Regions from separate parts of the Pan troglodytes genome. Here region 2 is linked to region 1. The links are chromatin contacts, called in public HiChIP or PLAC-seq maps. All regions are on one chromosome and are shown on one strand. Each heading gives the region's core, a stretch centred on a gene start, on an enhancer-like site or on the middle of the called end of the contact. The rest is flanking DNA. Distances are from core to core; before and after follow the strand shown.

Region 1 (4,965 bases), core at 2,387-4,886:
TCTGTTTAAGTGCCTGAATGAATTTGTTCTTACACAAAGCAAGTGCTCTCAAGAAGCTCATTCTTGAAGATGGTTGAGAAATATGAATGACTAATATGAAAAGAACATTAACCCATGAAATGTACATGAATATGGCCACGCGCGGTGGCTCACGCTTGTAATCCCAGTACTTTGGGAGGCTGAGGTGGGTGGATCACCTGAGGTCAGGAGTTCAAGACCAGCCTGACCAACATGGTGAAACCCCATCTCTACTAAAAATACAAAAATTAGCCAGGCATGGTGGTGTATGCATGTAGTCCCAGCTACTTGGGAGGCTGAGATAGGAGAACAGCTTGAACTCAGAGGCGGGGGTGGAGGTTGCAGTGAGCCGAGACCGTACCACTGCATTCCAGCCTGGGCGACAGAGTGAGACTCTGTCTCAAACAACGACAACAACAACAAAAATTTACATGAATATGCATATCAGTTGAAGGCAAGCGCATTACAAATGTAAGTACAATTTAGTAGAAGGGGTGAGGGAGCCTGGGTGTCAATGGGGAAGCCTTGGTGAGCTCCTAGAAGTAGGATGAAGGCTGTGAGACAGTCTCAGTCCTGGTGATACAGTCAGGATGATGTAACAGGGTTCAGTGAGGGAGTGCAAGGTGACAGAACAATATGGAGTATCTTATACTAATTCCTGCAAACTTCTCAACTATGTACAAGAAAACAAATACTTACGAAACAGAAGAAAATGGCCAGGTATAGTGGCTCATACCTGTAATCCCAGCACTTTGGGAGACCGAAGCAGTATCACCTGAGGTCAGGAGTTCGAGACCAGCCTGGCCAACATGGTGAAACCCTATCTCTACTAAAAATACAAAAATTAATCGGGAGGCTGGGGCAGAAGAACCGCTTGAACCTAGGGTGGGGTGGAGGTTGCAGTGAGCTGAGATCGAGCCATTGCACTCCAACCTGGGCACTAAGAGTGAGACTCCATCTCAAATTTTAAAAAAAGAAAAAAAAAAAGAAATAGAAGAAAACACAGCAGTGGATATAGTGCTTTTTGGTTCATTCAAAGCAGTCCCATCAGAGTGGCATATTAAACTATACAAACGGCTCCAAATGGCAAAATCTAGACAGTAGAAAATCCCAGGGTCCTAATTATGTTGTCAAATAACTTACAAAAAAAAAAAAAAGATGAAGGAAGAAGCTACAGATTAAAAGAGATTTAACAGATTTATCAAACAAATAAAAAAGGACCTTTTTTGGAACCTAATTCAAATAAAGTTAAAATACATATGACATTTACAAGAAAACTGGAAAATCTGGACAGTAGATATTTGATATCGAGAAATTCCTAATTTTTTAGATGTGGTAATAGTATTGGGTTATGCTTTTTAAAAGTCCTTATCCATTAGAGATGCATATAGAATTATGGGTGAAATAATATGATGTACAGAATTTCTTTCAAAATAACATGGGAAGGGCGGCCAGGTATGGTAGATCATGACTGTAATCCCAGAACTTTGGGAGGCTGACATGGGAGGATCGCTGGTGTCAAGGAGTTCGAGAACAGCCTGGGCAACATAGGGAGACTGTCTTTACTTTAAAATACACGCACACACACACACACACACACACACAAACACACACACACAATAAAAAATAATAATAATATGAGAAAGGAGAAATGGATAACGAAAGCACAGACAAAAGAAGACTGGGCTTGAGCTAAATCACTGTGGAAGCTGTGTGATGAGGACAAGGGGTTTCAACAGATTATTGTTTTTGCATATAGTTGAAATCCTTCATAATAAAAGTTAAACAAAAAAGTGCTACAAATCCTAACGTTGACACTAAATTCTACAGCATGAAGAATTTATGGAAGAGTGAGACTCTGTCAAAAAAAAGAAAAGATTGTGGAAAATTACCTAATGATACAAAAAGTATAATAAAGGGGGTGAGTGGGACAGATTAAAATAGATGATTTGGTGGAATCTCATTTTTGTTACTTAAAAAAATCATGTATCATGTATATAAAAGCATGGGTAAGGATGTAGAAAGATACTTAGTAAGGTGTTAACAGTCATCTTTTAATGAATGGAGTTATAGGCTTTTCTCTACCTTCTTTATACCGTTTAAGAATTTAATGATAAAAAGTCACGCATGTTGTTTCACCCCAGCAGTGTTGGCTTTACTAAAAACACATACTCTAAGAATCCCATACATGAAAGTTGGAACTTAATCAAGAACATGTCAGAGAGAAGCTGCTTGAGCAAGAAAATATCTGAAAAGCAAGCTCTCCTAGAAGAGAAGCAAGGCCTCCTTAACAGTTTATGAGCACACACCTGTTAGGCGCACATACTGCCTGCCAGTGCCTTTCACTCTAAGTCTCTCTGTAAGCTGTAAAAGCAAACAGTTTAATGGCAAATACATACTCTATCCAGGTTAAGGTGCCACAGATTTATAAACGTGTAAAAACACCAGACCTTGTTTTGGGGTTAAGGTGAGAAAAGGGCTTGCTAAACAGTCTCTTTCCTAGAAGGAAGTTCTCTTACCCACTCACTCCCTGGGCCAGAAGGTCAAAGAGCATCTCTGGTTGGAATCATAATGCTTCGGCCTGAAGTGACCAGGCCACTCACTACTTTAGTTGCCCAAGCAGTATCAAAGGAGCTCACCTCATAGTCTTTCCTGGGAAGAATCTCATCCTCCTCCTCCTGTGTTTCTCCAAGGATGGTCTAGAAAAACAGATCCGCAGAGGGAGCCTTTTTTAGTGGTTAGGAGTGGAAGGAGGCAGAAGTATTTACTGAAATCAGTGGCTACCTTCTAAATCATCTGGAGCCATTATCAAATAGGAACCAGCCCTCAAAAAAAACCTTTCGGGGGTGAGGGACCATGTGGGTGAGGATCTACAGCCATCAGCTGAGCTCTTCATTTCCACTGATAGTCTCCAAATAACCACCCTCCTCTTCAGGACACCTCAAAGATGTCCAACGCCAGCTGAAGAGGGGGGTAAAAATGCAGGTTCCATTTGACAGTGTGACGTATCTGAAATCAGAAAGGACTTGTCAACTCTGGGAACACAACTCAAGTTTTCCCAGGATGCTTTGCAGGGGGAAGCTGGACTGTCAGTGACCCAGAAAGGGTGAGGGATAGAGTGAGAAAGGACTGGAGAAGCTAAAACAGCAGCATGATAAGCACAAAGTCCTGTGAGGAAGCTCATTCTGAAAACGCTTGTTTCATTCCAAACTCTTTTCAGATGGAAATAAAAGGAAACATGGGTGGGATTTACTGGAGCTGGCCTGGATTCTCCCTCAGATTCCAGGAGGGGTTATGAGAAAAGACCCCAGACTTAGGCACGTGAAGCAGGGTAGACGCTTCGAGAGCCCGGGCTGCGGTCCCCAGGCCCCACCCGCTGCCACCTGCGGGCCCAGATTGGCCCGGCCCCACCCCCGGTAACGCCTCTCTCAGTCCCTTAGCAACCGCCCCCTCCCCAGGCCGACTCCGCCGGCTTCTTACCAGCTCCTCGGGGGTGCGGGTCTCACGCTCACCGCAGCAGCAGCACCACCTGCAGCAGCAGCACAGAGACCCCCTGCACCCCGCCATCTTCCTCTTTTACTGCCACTCTGGACCCCTCTAGCAACCCCCTCCCAGCCAGGATCTGCGCCTCACGTGACTGGCCCCGGGACGGTCACGTGGCCCTCTCGAGCTCTGGGACTGAGACCGGGAGTGGCTGCAGACGGGTGGGGCGAGGACTCGCGTCACATGACGATAAAGGCACGGCCTCCAACGAGACCTGTGGGCACGGCCATGTTGGGGGCGGGGCTTCCGGTCACCCGCGCCGGTGATTTCCGCCCTGTAGGCCCGCCTCTCCAGCAACCTGACACCTGCGCCGCGCCCCTTCACTGCGTTCCCCGCCCCTGCAGCGGCCACAGTGGTGCGGCCGGCGGCCGAGAGTTCTGAGTCACCCGGGACTGGAGGGTGAGTGACGGCGAGGCCGGGGTCGCCGGGAGGGAGATCCTGGAGCCGGCAAACAACCTCCCGGGGGCAAGGACGTGCTTGTGGGCGGGGAGCGCTGGAGGCCGGCCTGCCTCTCTTCTTGGGGTGGGGGCTGCCGCCTCCCCTGCGCACCCTTCGCGGGATTAGTGTAACTCCCAATGGCTACCACCTCCAGCGACCGCCAACCCTCAAGCGAAGACTGACTTTGGCTCCCTGCCTGGACGGAGGGGCCCCTGAGCCAGGGGTGACGATCCCGCCCCTCTGACCGGCCCAGGCCCGTGTCCTCGCCCCCATCGGTGACTCAGTGACCTGGTGACTGGATTCTCGGCCACCTGGGCGCCGAGACGGCTTCCGGCTCCTGCCTTTTAAACCTGCCTCCCCGGGGAGCACCTGGAGAAGAGCGCTGGGCCCGGGGCACTGCGGTCCCTGGCGCCCACTGCGTCCCGCTGCGCACGGGGGTCCGCCGGGACCTTTCTGGGAGTCGTAGGCTTAGTATCCCAGTGCTTGGCGCAGACTAGTTGTTCAGTAAATGGCAGAGGCTTATTTTGAGAGAGTGGCAGCACCTGGCCCTTTGGCGCTCAGTGAATGTTGGCTATCGCCGTGTGCCAAACTCTGGGGATACCCCAGGCAGGACACCGGTCCTGGTCTCAGGGAACTGGGGAAAGAGAAAGGAGACAGGCCTTTTCACCCACAATTACAACCCAGGGTGCTATGGGAGTCCAGCTGATAACGGATAAATCGTGGGAGTTGGCTTACAAATATGGCACATGCCTGGCATATACTAGGAATGCAATAAGTCTTTGAAAATCAGAGGATTTACAGGTGGTTCAGCTTCCTCCTACTCTAGGTTCTGTTCCAGCAAGCAATTAACGAGGTGCGCCCTTAAACGCTGGAGGAAAGCCAACTGGCTGCTCTTGCTGTTACTCCTCCCCTCCGCCCCCGTTCCTCACTCCCCACAGCCATCCCCACTGAGAATCTGGAGTTTGA
Region 2 (5,138 bases), core at 1,644-4,143, 150 kb after region 1:
GAGCCTCAGTTGTCTCCTCTGTAAACTGGAGTTAAGAATAGGGGCTGGGAAGCTTTTTTGGCAAAGTGCGAAAATATTTTAGGACTTGTGGGCCATAAACTATCTCTATTGTATAGTTTTTTGTTGTTTCTTCTTCTTTTTATAACACTTTTAAAATGTAAAAACAATTATTAGAACAATTATTAATGCCTCAGCCAGATTTGGCTCATGGACAGCTTGGAGGAGTGGTTTTATTATCATTTTGCTCCAGAATTTGGTCAAGTTGTGGAAAATGAGGTTCCCATGCCATCCCAGTGTCAACCCAACAACATAGCAAGCAAGGATCAGTGGAAGCCTTGCTTTACCTGTTGTTGTAACATACTGAGAAGACGACTGGATCTCCCATTCTTCCACAAGCAAAACCCTTTTGGCCCTCTGGGACCATGTCAGTAGGCCCAACCCTGGAGCCTAGAAACTAGGCCAGCAAAATATGGCTCTGACTTCCTGGCCTTGTGTCTTGAGCGGAATTAGTCTCAGCTGACCAACATTCCCTTGCCTAGGAAAGGTCACTGGGGAAATAATCTTAAGAGTAGAATAAGAGGCCGGGTGTGGTGGCTCATGCGTGTAATCCTAGCACTTTGGGAGGCCAAGGTGGGTGGATCACTTGAGGCCAGGAGTTTGAGACCAGCCTGGCCAACATGGTGAAACTGTGTCTCTATTAAAAATACAAAAAATTAGCTGGGCGTGGTGGCGGGCACCGGTAATCCCAGCTACTCGGGAGGCTGAGGCAGGAGAATCGCTTGAACCCAGGAGGTGGAGGTTGCAGTGAGCCAAGATCGCACCATTGCACTCCAGCTTGGGCAACAGAGCGAGACTCCACCTAAAAAAAAAAAAAAAATTAGCCAGGTGTGGTGGCACATGCCTGTAATCCCAGCTACTTGGGAGGCTGAACTTGGGAGGTGGAGGTTACAGTGAGCCAAGATTGTGTCACTGTACTCCAGCCTGGGTGACAGAGTGAAACTCCGTCTCAAAAAAAAAAAAAAAAAAAAAAAGAAAGTATAGTAAGAATAAGAAACACCACTCTTGGCCTCAGTTTGCCCATCTGAAAAATGTGTGCACTAACAGTAGCTACCTCTTTGGGTTACTGTGAGAGAAGTAAAGGTGTTAAACCATCCAAAGTACCCGGCTCACACTAAGTGCTCAATACATGTTCCTGGTGTCATGACTGTGTACTGGAGGCATGCCAGACCCGGCCTGTACCCCACCTTCAGCGCACGGGTTGTGCAGGAGGTTCCTGTGCAGGCTCCGTAAGAAGTAGAAGATCTTCCAGTCGGCCACGGGCTGGTCCCAGTCCTCGGTGATGAAGCCCTCTCGCAGGCACTTGCGTTTCCAGAGGGTCACGAGGTCGATGAGGTCCCGCCAGAGGCTGCAGACCAGGCGGCAGTTCAGCAGCAGCTGGCGGGCGGGCACGTGCGTGAACAGCTCCAGCAGGATGTTCTCGGGCAGCTCGTTGATGTTCCCCACAGCCATGGCTTGTGGCTTCTGGACACCCTCCTGTAGCTGTTGAAAAGCTATGCTGCAGGCCTCATCCCTGCTCTGCCATTTATCTCGGGAGAGCATGGTGCCTCTCCCAGCCTGTTTCCTTCTCTGTAAATGGATGCCTTACCTCCAGGGGTCACTGGGGCGGTCCAAGGAGCTTGGGACACATCAGGTACTTTAATAAAAGGTGAGCTCTGATTTTTTTTCTCTGGCCTCTCACAATAGAGGTGGAAGGCACTGCCCAAGGTCAAAAATAAGGGCAGAGGGGGAAGGAGCCCGGATCTTCTTTGATTCCAGGGCCAGCCTTTTTCAGTAGGCCAGTCTTTAATGGGGATATAATGCGCAGCCGGGCAGAGCACCCCAGGCCTCCGGTGCCGTCACCATCCTCTCTCCCATCCTCAGAACATGATGGGAGGAGGAGGCTAATTATCACTGCCTCCCGCGGAGGTCCAAAGGGCTCCAGCCACCTTCTCAAGATCTCAGAGGACATGATCTCCTGCCTAGGTGGGAGTGGCAAGAGGGTGGGCGACAGGGAAGGGCCCTTCCTATCTCCCCACCCCCACCCCCAGCCCCGCGGCTGGGCTCCGCCAGCCCCAAGTCCGCCAGCGCGCCTGCAGCCTCCCCTTCCCACGCTGTGCCTTAAAATGCCCCCCAAAGTCTGGGCTCGGACCCCTGTACATCGATGGCGACCCCAGCCCCCGTTCGCAGCCGCGCAGCGCAGCCCGGGCAAGCTCGGCGGCCTGGGCCTAGTCGGTGCCAGGCCTCCCTCGGCAACTGCGGCGCGACCCGGAACCCAGGAGCCTTCCCGGCAGCCCCCGCCCAGCCGCGCCCCCTCCCCAGCGCCCCCCGCGCCCCCTCCTGCCGGTCACCTGCGCTCTGCCGCCGCGGCACGATCCGCTGGGCCGCCCAAGCTGCACCGCCTGGACCTGCGCTTGCCTGGGAAGCGAGGCCCCGCCCCGGCCCGCCAGGCCCCGCCCCCGCGCCCCGCGCCCCGCCCCGCGCAGCGCTGGGCCAGGGACGCACCCCCACCGCGTCGTAGGAAAATTACCTGGTGTGGGGGGTGGGGCGGAAGGCACCTCCTATACCCCGACTCCGCCTGGGCCACCCGCCCCGCACCCTCGGCCTGACCCAGCCTCTCCGTGCCTCCCCTAGCCGCCTCCTCCCAGCAGTCCCCCAGGAGCGAGCTGCGAGATGCCCCAAATCGGACCCCTCCCCAGCTGGAAAAAAAACGACTCCTGACCTTTCCCAGCCTCCTCGGTCCGCTGAGGAACCCGCAGCCCCGGGCCTCGAGCAGACTGCTGGGACTGCGGGGCGGCCGGGCGCGGGGCCAGAGGCGGGGCGGGGCGGGTCGGGTCGGGGGCCTTTAAGAGGCGCGGTCGCCGGGACCGACACAGACGCGGACAGCGCCGGGACTCGCCGCCCCGGGACTCGCGCAGCCCGCAGCGCTCCGACTCCTCCTTCTCTCGCGACCGCCCTCCGCAGCGATGGACGGAGACGGTGACCCAGGTAGCCGCCGCCTGGACCGCTCGCTGCGGCGGGGAGGGGAGATGGGGTCGGCGGGCGAGCGCTGCACAGAGGGGCGTCAGAGAGCGAGGGGACCCGGAGACCTGGCGCGGCAAACTTTCACGCCAGCGAAGTCCTAGAGGCGGTCTCCAAAGAGCACGTCTCTCTGCTATCTTGGTCTGGCGGGAGGCCTTGAGAGGCGACTGGCAAGGAGAGAGAACTCCTGGGTCCCATTTAGCCAGGAAGTAGCACCAGAGGACCCCCACATTCCCGCCTCCCAGCTTCCTGAGGGTCTGTCTGGCGGGGGCCTGGGATGCGTCTGGGAGGGAGGCTGCGAGCCTTTTCTTTCATCAGCTCTTCCAGCTCTGGGCCTTGGACCGTCTGAATCCCCGTGGGTTCCTTGGGGTCCCAGGCCTGGCCTCACCTATTCCTGCCTTCCTCCTGAGCTCCCTTGTCTGGAGGGGCTGCCCCTCCCCGGGGTAGTGAGATGCCCAGTGGGGACCCGACTAGCAGTGAGGGAGCGTTGGGGGCAGCTTTGGCTGGTGCTCAGGGCCTTCCCAGGCTGCCCAATCATCCTCTCTGGCACCCAAGACCCCTCACCCCCATCCCTCCAACTCCCTGCGGGGCCTGCAGGGGTTGCCTGCTGAGTCAGGATGGAAACAAGACCTGCCTGCAGACAGCCCTCACTCTTTCCTCATCAGGTCCAGCTGGGGATGGGCATTGCTTGGGTTAGGCGGTGGCAAACAGACTGATGAAAGCTCAGGCCCCCCCTCACCCCCCATTCCCCCGCCTCCAGCCCTGAAAATTCCAGCTCCTGCAGCCCTTGCTCCCAATCCACGGCCTTCTGGCCACACCCTCTGTAGGGCTCCAGAACTGGCTCCTGCTTTTTCCCAGGGCTGAGCTATTCCCTGGACTCTGGGGCCCACTCCAGGTGAGTGAATCAGCCTCGCAGGCAGGCAGCTTCCAGGGGCCAGATAACTTTCCGCCGGCAACAATGTGGGGAGTTGTGTGTGTAAGAGAGAGGGTGGGGGGAGCTGTAATTGGATCTGGGGCCTCGAGTGCCAGGCCCCGGGGCCAGAAGAGGGGACTGGGTGAGGTGCACCTTTCGGGGAGCATCAGGTGTCCGATGGGGCCAGGGCCGGAGGGAGGGCTGGAGAGGTGAGGACACTGGGCCTAGCTCCCCAGAGAGCTGTGGGCATCCGCCTGGGCAGGCGATGTGACTTCAGGGCCTGGCATTTTCCTCTGTCTTCCTGCTGTTCTGCGATGTGGTCTGGGAGAAGCTGTTAAGCCTTTTTTGGCCTCAGTTTCCTCTTTGCCAAAGGGGCCGGTGTAAATCCCCACATCATAAAGATGTGGCCAAAAAAATGCTAATAAGGAAGGAGAAGTGCTGTGTTCAATGAGGTTCACTCAGTAAGATTGACTGAGGACTCACTGTGTGCTCTGGGCTCTGTGAAAGCTCTCAAGGGCCTGACTGTGGGTTGGGCAGGGAGGAGAGGCTGCATATGAGGAGGTTAGGGGCTGGTGGGCCTGGAGACTTGGGTCTGGGTCCTGCCACCTGTCCCCTTCCCCAGTGCCTGGCCTGTTCCCACCACCGCCTTGGCTCTCCAGGGCCTAGCCCACGGGAACTCCCCATCCGTAGGTCAGAGCTGTAGTCTTCCTGATCACCCAGAGTGGCCCCATCTCCTCCTCACTGGCTCTCCCTCGTCCAGGCATCTGGGGCACTCGGTGTCCACTTACTCAAGGCTGTGATGGCCCAGCTGAAGCCGACTGGGATGCAAGAGACAGTCTGGCTGCTGCGGTGACATCTGCCTGCCTCCTTACAATTCAGAATGCCCTTGTCCCCCTCATCAGGGGATTTGGACATCTGTCCTGCTTGTATGGCCTGGCACAATGATTACCCCCATTTTATAGATGAGAAAACTGAGGGCCACGGATGGGAAAAGGAGGTGGAGAAAGTTTCCTTCCCCAAGCCCCTATGTCATCTCCTTGCTTGATACAGTTTCTTTTAATAAGTCCCTCCTCATCCCCAAGTCACACAATAGCTGGGGACAGCTGGGTCTCCAGGCTCTGTTCTCCAGCCCCTGAAGGCCCCAGGTCCCATGTCCCCTTCCCTAAAT

Evidence for each region. HiChIP or PLAC-seq counts read pairs in DNA pulled down with a chosen protein or histone mark.
Region 2: an H3K4me3 HiChIP or PLAC-seq map of stem cell-derived excitatory neurons shows a contact between it and region 1, with 2.6 times the contacts expected there. The contact joins the promoter of FBXO2 here to the promoter of CLCN6 in region 1. A contact is called at or near these places in 1 of 7 Hi-C or Micro-C datasets (stem cell-derived neural progenitor cells) and 1 of 1 datasets of contacts at active chromatin or transcription factors (stem cell-derived excitatory neurons).

The regions. Positions count from the first base shown.
Region 1 is chr1:220,183,493-220,188,457 of NHGRI_mPanTro3-v2.0_pri, forward strand. It overlaps CLCN6 (chloride voltage-gated channel 6), which reads right to left and starts at 3,637. Exons shown (of 23, transcript XR_679837.5): 1 at 3,499-3,637; 2 at 2,658-2,717. MTHFR (methylenetetrahydrofolate reductase) reads left to right here and starts at 3,699. Exons shown (of 12, transcript XM_001141040.7): 1 at 3,699-3,960.
Region 2 is chr1:220,337,721-220,342,858 of NHGRI_mPanTro3-v2.0_pri, forward strand. It overlaps FBXO2 (F-box protein 2), which reads left to right and starts at 2,894. Exons shown (of 6, transcript XM_514389.7): 1 at 2,894-3,024. The coding sequence starts at 3,003. It overlaps FBXO44 (F-box protein 44), which reads right to left and starts at 2,500. Exons shown (of 9, transcript XR_010148253.1): 1 at 2,388-2,500; 2 at 1,245-1,539.